2 separate regions of the Lactuca sativa genome follow, and region 1 is linked to region 2. Evidence: chromatin contacts called from public Hi-C data. All regions are on one chromosome and are shown on one strand. Each heading gives the region's core, a stretch centred on a gene start, on an enhancer-like site or on the middle of the called end of the contact. The rest is flanking DNA. Distances are from core to core; before and after follow the strand shown.

Region 1 (6,306 bases), core at 2,777-5,276, 210 kb after region 2:
TATGAAATTAGTGCTTTACGAGGGAACCTTGGCAGTTATTGTCTTAGTGCCTAATATGGAGTAAACGAATAGATAACTCTTAGGGTAAACCCTTAAGAGTAAGGAAGATAATGGGGATGAGAAATTGAGTTGATTGTTTGATAATTAATTATAATTATTACATTATTGTGGGTTGAAAACCCTATATGCTCACCAGGCTCCCAAGCCTGACCCACTCAGTTTTCTTTGCATTACAGGTAATGACACAAGAGTATAAGTTGGTGGACTTGACGAGAGATTTCGGATTATAGATCAATAGTTATAAATAACTGTTGTAAGGTCTATTTTGTTCTGTTTATGCTTTTGGTCTGTATTAAACATGACATCCCGAGATTTTGTTATATAATGAAAATACATTTCTTTAAAGAAATGCTTTGATAATTTTTATCATATTTTGTTTTGGGAACAAATTCCGCAACTGCTTTCTTTAAAAGATAACTCTGATTTTAAAACAAAGCATAAACAAATCGGTCTTTTCTGGCCGTGAAATTGGGGATGTCACACGTTAAATCATAGAACATGGATCGAACTTTCTCCCAAAAACAACCGAAGGTTTGACTATCTCCTTCAATTGGGTCTTGGGAAGCAGAAATCCATGCCTCTGCTAGCTTTTCTTCTTCATCTTTTGTCCACGGGACCCTTTCTTGAGTGGTGGTGAGTTGGACCGATTTTTTTCTTTTTTGGTTGAGGTGGTGGTGGTGAAGGTTGAGTTTCCGAAACAAAATTCGGCTAATGATGGGTTTGTGATGGCTGTGATTGTTGGAGTTGTTGTTGTTGGAATTGTTGTTATTGGAAGGTTGGGAAAGGTTGATATGCTCATCACGAGCCATCTCATGGTATACGTGGACCACGACCACGACCGTGCACACCATCCCGGCCAGGCGTTGTGTGTTCCACGGAATCAAACGGAAAATCTATTAGTTAATGTTGGCAACGGTTAGTTTCTTTTGCAACGGATTTTTTTGTTTTTACCTTTCAAACATATTAAACTTCTTCTATAAATACTTATATTAAACATACTCACACAATTTCTTCTTTCTTTTCTCACAAAATCACACACTTCTTTTGCATTCTTCCAAAACCAATGGCTCCTAAAAGGTTGAATTGGTCAGAAAATGAAGAAGGGAACTTAGCACGAGCATGGGTAGCGGCTTTAGAAGACCCAGTAACGCCTCCTAATCTTTGGATAAAAGTTGGAAACGTTTTTAATGATTTAATTGGTTGCCAAAATCGTAGTGTTGATGAAATATGTTCGAAGTATCGCGATATGAGAGTTAAATGCCTTGAATTCAATGGTATTTATAACTTTGTTATAAACAACGTACACGAAGGCGACCCGTTTGCTGTGGCCATGAACCAATATGAATACACAAAACACACACCGTTTAAACACATCAAAGCTTGGCGAAAATTAAGAGAGTGCCTAAAATTTAGTGAGTAAAAATAAGGTTTAAAAAGTAGTTTTAAGTTGTTTATGGTTGCATTTTTAAGGTTTTTTATGTTTTTTTTGTTTTTTTTTTTTTTTTTTTTTTTTTTTAATGTTGTTTGTTTTAAATTAATATAATCTTGTTTCATTGAATAAAAAACTAGTTTAATAAAAAAAATATGTTTTATTGTGTTTCTGAATTAAATTTAATTAAAAAAATGTGTTATTGTGTTTTAATGTATTTTTGAATTAAATTTAAATAAAAAATGAAGTGGAGCGGTAAGTTAATGGTAGGTATCCCATGTTAGTGATAGCAGAATGTGGTGCTGATGTGACACCCACCACATATGTGGTATGTGGTGTGTATAACGGATGACCTAAAACCATCCGTTATACCCACCACATATGTGGTATGTGGTGAGTGCCATATCAACACCACATTCCTTACCACTAACCAACGGATACCTACCACTAAACACACCACTCCACCTTATCTCTTTATTTAAATTTAATTCAAAAATACATTAAAATCATTTTTTAATGCTAGTTTTCCATTAAATTAAAAGACCAAATTACATTAAATAAAAACTACATTAATTGAAATAAAAAAAATAAAAATAACAATAAAAATAAAAATTACATTACTTAAAATAAATAAAATAAAAAAAACTAAAAATTCCAACCATAAAAAATATAAACTACACCATACGCCTACGTCGGGCTCGAACCGACTCTTTCACCGCGAGGAAAAGTTCCAAGTCTTTGCCCTCGAGGTCGTTCGCTTTCATTTTTAAGATTTCCATATTGGTTTTTGTTTGGATCGTCACTTGTGCCTCTTGAAATGATGTTTATGCTTCAATCATTTTTTGCTCCATCCGAGCCATCACCCTGGCCTTCGTTTCTTGAAGTTGCACATATTGATCAAATTTATCGCCAAACATATCAATAACACTAGAATTCGAAAATGTTGAAGCTGTTTTTTTTTTTTTTTTTTTTTGCTTTATTCTTCCAACGCGCCGACGAAGAGGTTGGTCGTTTTCAAGATCTAGCGGATCGTCATTGATGTCGATGTGTGTTCGGCCGTCCGATTGTTGGGAAGTTGTATCGGGGTTTTTCGAACGCTTTGAACTGGAAGATTGCGAAGTTCCTTCCGTTTGCTCTTTCCATTTTGGGGCGTCTTTCAATTTTAGCCATGGTTTCATATACGGAAAAGTTTTGCGTGTTGGCTTTGTTTTTTCAAATTGCTCCATTGCCGCCTTGAAAACATCAAAATCGTTCGAGCCGCTTTTGCGTATGTTTAGGAGGTTGTTGTAGATTCCTCCAAACTCGGTGCATTTTAGTCGAATATCTCGCCATTTCAACGTAATTTGATCGGCTTTTCGAGTTTCACTTTCCATTAACTCGTAGAAAATGGCTCGGACTTTCTCCCAAAAACTTCCGTAAGGCTGACTATCTCCTACAATTGGATCTTCGGAAGCCGCCGCCCATGCCTCCGCTAACTTTTCTTCTTCTTTTGTCCATGAGACCCTTTCTTGGGCGGTAGTGGGTCGGGCCAATTTTTTTTCCTTTTTTCTTTTTTGGTTGAGGTGGTGGTGAAGATTGCGTTTCCGCAACAAAATCTGACGAAAGTGGTGGTTGTGAAATTGGTGGTGGTTGTTGTTGTGACGATTGTTGTTGAAGTTGTTGGAATTGTTGGTATTGTTGTGAAATTTGTTGTTGTTGGAAAGTCGAAAATGTTTATATTGTTGTTGGAACAGTGAGGTTTGTTGGATAGGAAAACCGGTTTGATGTAGATTGATAAAACCGCCTTGAGGTGACTCCAGTTTTTTTTCCTTTTTTCTTTTTTGGTTGAGGTGGTGGTGAAGGTTGCGTTTCCGCAACAAAATCTGACGAAAGTGGTGGTTGTTGTTGTGACGATTGTTGTTGAAGTTGTAAGAATTGTTGGTATTGTTGTGAAATTTGTTGTTGTTGGAAAGTCGAAAAAGGTTTATATTGTTGTTGGAACAGTGATGTTTGTTGGATAGGAGAACCGGTTTGAAGTAGATTGATAAAACCGCCTTGAGGTGATTCCATAGTCGGGAATTAACGATGTGTTGTATCTAACGCAAAAGTGTTATCGGGTTTGCGATTTCTGTAGTTTGGAGGGGTATTTTGGTTGGGATCCATGATTTTTGGTTGTGAAGTGTGTAGTTTGTGTATAGAGAAAGAAAAGAATGGTGTAAAAAATAAGGAGTAAAAATGTTGTATTTATAGGTAAATAAATTGTTTAATTTTTTTTTAAGAAACTAGCCGTTCAACAACTATAGAAATGTTCAAATGGAATGCTTCAAGTTGATTGGTCGTGCATTTCCGTTGTGCCGAGCATGAGAGACAACGACCACAAGCTACCACGAAACAACGGTGTAGTGTGCACACCCGTTGTTCGTGACCAGCTCAATCACAAACGTCATTGTGCTCGGTATACCACTTGGCGTAATGGCTAATGTGCACAGCACGAGATGGCTAGTGGTATACATAAAGGAAGGTCTAAAGATGCTCTAACACCATATATTGATGCATATATAACTTACTAAAGTTGTAAAGCCAGCGGAATCTTAGAAACACGGCGGCACGTGCGTACCTTTCGCAACGGTGAAAAACAAACTGTAACACACCACTGGACAATTGGCCGGTCGATAAAACCTCGCTACCACCGTGTGTGTCAGAAAAAAAGAGAGCCAATAGATTCCGGTGAAGATCCGGAAAAATTATGTCTAACATCAATGGAGATTCAATGGATTCCAAACGGAACCCCAACATTCCGCTACCAGAACGACGTCCTCTCCTGAAGAAATCAAGGACGATCGCTGATTCCAGCACTGCTCACTTCCCCGGTCCACTCTTCCCAGCCGTCCGCCGGCCCTCCTCCGATGAGTCAACTCCTCCTCTTCCACCATCTTCCTCCTCCTCCACCTGGTCCCCCCGACGATCATTCGACTCATCCGACAGCTCCAGCACTACCACCAGCGACACTTTCCCCGGTCAAACCTTCGGGTTTGCTGATCGTGATTACGTTTATCCATCATTTCTTGGACCTAACACGACTCGAAACCGGGTGACAGTTGTTAAATCTTCTGCGTCTAAGTCACTGAGGAAACAACCGCCTGTTTCGTCTCCTTCTCCTTCTCCGGTTCGAAGCGCTTCGATGCCTAAGAGTTTGACTACCACAGGGGGAAGCGAAATGCAATCAGCTTCTGCGAGTGCGAGTACGTCACATTCACCGGCGCCGGGGTCAGATTCTAAATCGGAGAGAATTGTTCCGCCAGTGCTTGCTCAAGTTCCAGTTTCTAATTTGACTTCTTCGTCTTCCCTGACTTCATCTTCTCCTGCTCGCAAAAACGCCACGATCAGGAGTTCGTTGATACGTAACCTGGTGAATTATTCCTCTCTACTAGAATTTATATGTATACAGTCATAATCTGAGCGGGTATATAAAAACTAAACTGTGTTCCATTTCCTAATTTTCCATTGAAAATCAAATTTGTCTGTGTGAGTTAAAAGTACTGAACTTATCACTTGAATCCTGTTTATAAGTCTGTAATGTCATGTTGTTATTCTGCAGGGAGCCCTCAGAGCATCTATCCCGCATTTTAATCTTTAGTGTCTGATGATGCCACGTTTATTTCTTAATGCAGCTTGCACTTTTATGTGTAGTGTTTGCATCTTATGCAATAACATTAAGGAATGAAGTCAAGAAGCTTCAGGTATCAAGTTCTTTGACTCTGTACTCTTGCAAACAGATGATTTTGTTAAAGCCTGTTTATTCTCCATACAGGAAGAGAATTATGATCTTCATAGAACTTGTTTGAATAAAGACATTCCTCATGATGAAAGCACAGACATTTTCAAACATGAAAGTGACAATTCATTTGTGTATATTGGCAACACTGACACCCGAAACATTGCTCTCTACACTGTTCTGTTTACTCTTGTGACACCTTTTGTATTATTCAAATATCTTGATGATCTTCCCAAACTCAAGAACCTCTCAAAACGTTCAAAGAACAACAAAGAAGAGGTTCCATTAAAGAAAAGAATCGCATACATGGTGGATGTGTGCTTCTCTATCTACCCTTACGCAAAACTACTTGCCCTTCTCTTTGCAACTATCTTTCTCATTGCATTTGGTGGTTTAGCACTTTATGCTGTAAGTGATGGTAGTCTTGCAGAAGCCCTTTGGCTTTCTTGGACATTTGTAGCAGATTCAGGGAATCATGCAGATAGAGTTGGCACTGGATCAAGAATTGTTTCAGTCTCTATAAGTTCAGGAGGGATGCTGATATTTGCAATGATGCTAGGGCTTGTTTCAGATGCTATCTCAGAGAAAGTAGATTCATTACGAAAAGGGAAAAGTGAAGTCATTGAAAGCAACCACATACTTGTTCTTGGATGGAGTGACAAATTGGTAATAACTAATAAGTCTTGGTATTTAATTACTTTATGCACAAAGGTCAAAAGACGATAATGTTTTGGTCAACTACAGGGTTCACTTTTGAAGCAACTGGCAATAGCAAACAAGAGCATTGGTGGTGGTGTGGTGGTTGTCCTGGCGGAAAGAGACAAGGAGGAGATGGAGATGGATATAGCAAAACTTGAGTTCAGCTTCATGGGCACTTCAGTTATTTGCAGAAGTGGTAGTCCTCTTATACTTGCTGACTTGAAAAAGGTAGTAGTATTTCTTGAAAATTGAAATCTTTTTTCTTTTATGATGTCAGATGTAAATGGGGCCCACAACATTCTTCAAATCTTTCTTGTTAACTTGTTTTGAATATGCTTAGGTTTCGGTTTCAAAAGCACGTGCT
Region 2 (6,482 bases), core at 398-2,897:
TTTTCAATGTCTGTTTGTTGAGATTAAAAAAAACTATATAACAAGAAGCAAATGTTAAGGATTTCAATAGGATCTAGCTGACGAGAACAGATTCCAATAACTTTTATGCTTAAAGACTATCATATCATTAAATTTCTAACAAAAAAATGATATTTAAACTAAAGTCCTAATATTTTCAACGATTTGAAAAGAAAATCATAAACTTTTTTTACAATAAAATCATAATTCACGATTTAACAAGAAAGTCTTAAACTTTATTTTATTTTTACAATAAAATCTTAATTATCGGCTAACCGGCAAAAAGAGTAAGTGTGTCAATAACTATCGATAGTTTGAACTTGACTATTAAAAAAAATAAAGTTTAAAACTTTCTTGTTGAAAATATTTGGATTTTAGTATATATAATCCCATTTTGCAATCTTGAACTATTTATTACAAAATCAGTCACCATTTTGTTATAAAATTTGAAAAATAATCGTTTATTATTGTAGTATTTCCATTCATGTCCATGTTAGCGATTAGTTCAAAAGAAAAATATTTCTTAATGAAAAAGTCAACGGGGGCAAACGGGACGGGATTACATCCCCTGTCCCCGCCCCCGAATTCCCCTTCTTACTCCCGCCTCCGTCCCCGATTAATTTTGGGCTATCTTATTTGGGATAAAAGAAGTTCTTGTTTGGATTAAAAGAAACTATTTTTTGAATAACAAATAGTTATTTGTTGCATAATTTTACGTATTACAAACAACTTAAAAACATGTTTTTGTTGAATTTTTATACGTAAAAATTATTTTATAATTTATTATATTTATATAATTAATATATGTCAATATATATAATTTATTAACGGACCCCATGAGAGTTTCGGGACGGAACTGCCAACCCTCGCCCCTGCCCTCGAAACTAAAACGGGGGTTAACATTGCCCCCGCCCCTGCCCCCATCCCCGATTTTTTTCAACAAATACCTTCATACGGGACAAGGCTCCCACGAAATCGGGGTCCCACGAGACTTTTTCACATCCCTACTTGAGTTATCTTATTGTCCACTTTTACTGTAATCTTCCCTAAAACATGTCCCGTACAAAGTAGGATTTTCCGATAATTGAATAGAGTCAAATCTCAAACCAATTTTTCTTGATGCGCGTATTTTTCAGATGCATCCTTCTTAACTAATTAAGGAATTAAATACATAAAAATAAAACCTAAACTTTCCAAATATTAAAGAAATCACTTCCATTGAAGTTTAAGCCATTCAAGTAACCTCCATGGCAATGTACACGTTTCATTCTCAATCAAAACACCATCTCCATAACCTTTTCTTTAAAGCAATACAGAAAGACAGTTACACAAAACTTTGCTTTTAGTGCATTATTTGTTTATTTACGGCATTCAAAAGTATAACGCATTTGGATATTTGGATATCACATTACATGTCATGTTAGCATAGGTAAAACATAAATAAACAAATTTTGTCATTATATAATGATTCAATACCAGTTTATGTGGTTAAAAATAAAAATCCTAAATTTTAATTATTTATCTATCTAATGTAATTAAAATAAATAATTTTGAAGAACAAATTAAATACTATAAATTAGGTAGATACAAATCCCACACGCCAATACAATACATAATCTTTTTCAAATTCTATAAATTCGTTTCTCTACATAACAATCCTGTAACTGAACCATGTCTTCAAGGGCTAGACAATCAACCACCACACCGGAACCACAACCACAGCCACCACCACCACCACCACCATCATCATCCACCGCCATCTCCCAAACACTAACAAGCACAGCAAACCTAGCCAAACTCCTCCCAACAGGCACCCTCTTAGCCTTCCAACTTTTAACCCCCATCTTCACCAACAACGGCTCTTGCGACGCCGCCACCCGCCCCTTAACCGCCGCTCTCCTCGTCCTCTTGGCGACCTCGTCCTTCCTCGCCTGCTTTACCGACAGTATCAAATCCGATGACGGCCAACTCATCTATGGATTCGCAACTTTGAAAGGGATGTGGGTATTCGATTATTACGATCCAAAAAATGTAATCGATTTGAGGAAATACCGGCTGAGATTGATCGATTGGGTGCACGCTTTGCTGTCGGTGTTGGTGTTTGGAGCGGTGGCGTTGAGGGATCGGAATGTTGTGAGTTGTTTTTATCCGTCGCCGGGACGTGAAGGTCAGGAAGTTTTGGACATTGTTCCGATCGGCATCGGTCTCATTTGCAGTGCTTTGTTTGTTGTTTTTCCGACGAGAAGACATGGGATCGGGTATCCAGTTACGCGAGATAATATTACAGATTGATGTAAATACTTGAAAATTGAAACCCACCCATTTAATCTGAAATTATTTTTTGTTTTATTTTATTATTGAAATTAGTTTGATTTACATTTTAAATAATAGGAAAAAGAAAAATGATCTTTCGTTACTTATTATCTTTAATAATATGGAACCACGGATACTCATATTACATTCCTAGGTTACAACGCACGGATAAAAAATTTATAAAATTTTATTAAGCTAATAAAATATCACTTTTTTTAGACTATTATATTAATTATATAAAATTTATATATATTTTTAGTTGAATATCCAATATAGACATTTTAAAAAATATATATAAATTTTATATATATATATATATATATATATATATATATATATATATATATATATATATATATATATATATATATATATATATATATTAAAGTTACCAAAGATTTTAATAGTAAACTGCCCTCTTTTTTGTCAATTTTGGTCCACCATTGTTTGAATTAAATTGTTTGAATTAATGTTACAAGATTGACCTTTCATCTTTATGAATTAATTATATGGTTTGTTAGTAGTGTGATTTTAAAGCTTACCAAATTAAATCATTTATAAACCGAAGTTTAAAAATAAAAATAAGTAACTTATCAATTGCTAAATAAAATGGAATCGAAATAAATGCTATATAAATTGAAGGGCAGAATAACCAAAAATTAAAATGAATAAAGGGTATTAGAGTAAATTCGCATTTAAGAAAAAACAATTTGGGGAGTACCACGTAGATTATTGGATTCTTTTATTAAGATTAGATTATAAGTTTACGACAACATTTCGAGTAACTTCTTAATATAATATTAGTATGTAGTTCCATTCATGAAATCAATATATTGTTGATGTATTTTGTTTGTTTCATAGACAAATCAATCCTAATAAAAATTAGATGTTATAACAATTGTTAATATTCCTTAATTTATGTTGACAGTATATAATTAGGATTTATTGAGATATGTTTATCTACTTTTGAAATCGAATTATCATATATTGTTGAAATTGAATTATCTAATAATTAATATTTAGTTATTGATTATAATTTATTTTAATTCTTTAAGGTGGGCATTCATAAGGAACAATCGAAATATGACTCCTAAGAACACAACACACATATTGCATTGTATTCTCGTGATGAGATTAAAAAATTTAAACAAAGAACATCATAACTTATCGCGGAAAGTCTTTGTATTGATGCAAATCAAGAAACAATGATCAAATTGTTCCAAGGTTTGAAGAGGCTTCCTCCTAGTGAAGAAAAGACATTGTCAACAGTTTATCTCCGAAGAAAATGGTAGTGAGAATGAAGTCAAGAAGGTCATTGATATTGTCTTGTCGAGGATTGGGACACAAAAAAGGCTCATGCGTATTATAATGTGGGGCATAAGTCTTTTTGAAACTAATTTTGATTGTGTTTGTCAAACTGTTTTTAGTGTGTTTGTTATTGGTTGTGTTTATTTTAATAACTGATTTGATCGCAAAATGTGTATTGTAAATGTGTATTGTGATGGTTTGTTAAATTGATCATGATTGTGCTTAATGGTAATTGTTGTTTGTCATTGGTTGATGTAATGTACTTCATAAATTGCACCGCTTGTTTATTATGGTTGAAATGGTAATACATTCTATTTATTGTAGTTTAAATGGTAATGTATTTTGCTTGTAGATTATGTTATGGTAATATACTTTGTTCTTAAACGGAAATGTCATTTGTTTGAAGATTCTTAAATGGTAATTTACTATTTAGATCACATTTTTGGTTGTATCCTTATAAATAAATATTTGTTATTTGATTGTAACGCCCGGTTCCCGGTACATATTTTTAATATAAGTTTTTGCATTTTTATATTGGGACTCGTCGAGTAGGGGCGAGTCTTGGACGCGTGTGGAAGAGTCTACTTGACGAGTAGGTAGCCCCGACTCGACGAGTAGATCTGTCTGAATGAAACCCTAAATCTTAGGGTTTACACCATATTTAAACAACTTATATGGCCTCCACTCCAGCCTCCACCACCCTCAGACCCTATTCTCGAAACCCTAATAAGTTTGTGAGTGTTTTTGAGCTTTTTATGCAATTCTGTGTGTTTTTGAAGCTTGAGAAGAAAGAGGAAGCTTGGGAGATCAAGAGGAAACAAGTAGATCCAGAGATTTTGTCACATTCCCAACTCATTTGAGGTATAAAGTATGTACCTTGTTCATTCATTCATTAGATCTCTCCATGGGGTAGTTTATGGCCATTTGGAGCTCATTATGGAACCATTCATGGATGCAAGCTTGTTTTGGTGTTAGGACTTCGGATCTAGAATCTTAGAGGGACTCCATGGCATAAAGGTGCCAACTTTATGGCCATGAGAGTCTCATGCATCTTATGGAACACTTTTTAGGACTTTATTGACTAGTTATGTGACATCCCCATTTTTCGCGGCTAGAAAAGACCGATTTTGTTTATGCTTTGTAAAAAAATCAGAGTACTTCTTTTTATAAAAATGTTGCGGAATTTGTTCCTAAAAAAACGATAAATACGTTATCAAAACATTTTCGAATAAACGTATTTTATTCATTTTAAAACGTTTGGGATGTCATCGTCAATACAGAAACATAAGCATAAACGGAACTTACATTTATTTACACTAGTGATCTACATCTCTTTAATCTCTCAGTGTAATGTGACTTTATATCAACACCTGTGACATAAATAAACTGAGTGGGTCATGTTGGAAAACCTAGTGAGTACATAGGGTTTTCAACCCACAATAATATAATTATTATGTTTAAACAATCAAATAATCAACCTAATTACCCATCCCCATTATCTTCTTTAGTCTTAAGGATCTACCCTGAGAATCAGTTATTCCTCGTTTATTTATTCCTAAGGATCATCCTAAGGAATCCTCACGAAGTCCATCGTTACCAAGGCTTATAGATTATAACTGGTGAACACGTAGTCCAAAACATCTGGTAAACACTTAGTTCAAAAGTAATTAGTGAACACACTTAGTTCAAAATACCTAGTGAACACACTCAGTTCAAAGATACCTAGTGAACACACTCAGTTCAAAGATACCTAGTGAACACACTCAGTTCAAAATACCTAGTGAACACACTTAGTTCAAAAATACCTAATGAGCACCTAGTTCAAAAAACCTACAGGTTACGAGCCTGCTAGCATTCCACTGGACTGTCTAGTATCGTCCAGGGTCGTCATCTATACTCAACTAGATGACTGGATCACTATCAACATTGATGTCTTTCATCGTGTTATCACACAACAACTATTTCATCTACCCTTGTTTTACCCAACACATTTTGTAGATATAAAATACATATATAGTTTAAATCATTTAAAACATGTATAAAAATCTTTCACCCAGCATAGACAGCAAGTATTCAGACAATATGCACACATAGCACGTAATTTATATTAAAATACTTCATATCTATGTGTAAGATGAAAGGGACTATGCACTCACTTGAAAGGTGGTGACTCAGCACTCGGACAACGCTTCGATACTTTCAAAACAATTTTCCTTCGATAAAACCTAGTATCAATACCACTAGGGTTTAGTCTAACGCTAACCGCGACTAATTAATAGTCTAGCTATTATTATTATTATATAAACGTTAAATAACACTCAATATAACTCATAATAATAGCCCAAATAATTATTTTAAGGACCTAATAACATTACTATAATTATTTGAAAGCTATATTAAAAATTGTGTAAGCGTAGCTCACTTACAGCGGATTTTAATGAAAACTGGGATTTGCTTGGAGCAGCGTTTCCGAAACCGAAAGACCCTTTTTCTCGGGACTCCGGGAGCCTCGGGGCTTCCTTGGGGTGCTAGGGGATCATCTAGGCTTAGGGGAGGGTTAAAACCCTTAGAGAGAGAAAGAAATTGGTGTGAAAAAGTTGGAGACCCTCGCCCCCCCTTTTATACCCAGCAAGGCCTCGGATTACGCTGGGCGTAGTCCTTGGCCACGCTGGGCGTTCCTCAGATAGGGCGCCATCTGGATCCAGCTGTCTCGCATTCATCGGAAGAATAAGGTCGAAGGTACGCTGCACGTACTTGACCTCGGACGCTGGGCGTAGCGAAGCGAGGCGACATGGCTGCATCAGGAACGAGCACTGATTAGCGATGGACGGTTCAGAACGCGC

What was found. Hi-C and Micro-C count contacts between places; a contact is called where the count stands out from the background.
Region 1: a contact with region 2 is called in a Hi-C map of leaf, with 6 times the contacts expected there. The contact joins the promoter of LOC111903653 here to the promoter of LOC111903656 in region 2. A contact is called at or near these places in 2 of 4 Hi-C or Micro-C datasets (both in leaf).

The regions. Positions count from the first base shown.
Region 1 is chr7:137,346,357-137,352,662 of Lsat_Salinas_v11, forward strand. LOC111903653 (probable ion channel SYM8) reads left to right here and starts at 4,027. Exons shown (of 12, transcript XM_023899405.3): 1 at 4,027-4,877; 2 at 5,140-5,208; 3 at 5,280-5,909; 4 at 5,988-6,170; 5 at 6,283-6,306. The coding sequence starts at 4,215.
Region 2 is chr7:137,138,684-137,145,165 of Lsat_Salinas_v11, forward strand. It overlaps LOC111903656 (protein DMP3), which reads left to right and starts at 1,648. Exons shown (of 1, transcript XM_023899408.3): 1 at 1,648-2,434. The coding sequence starts at 1,690. The coding sequence ends at 2,310.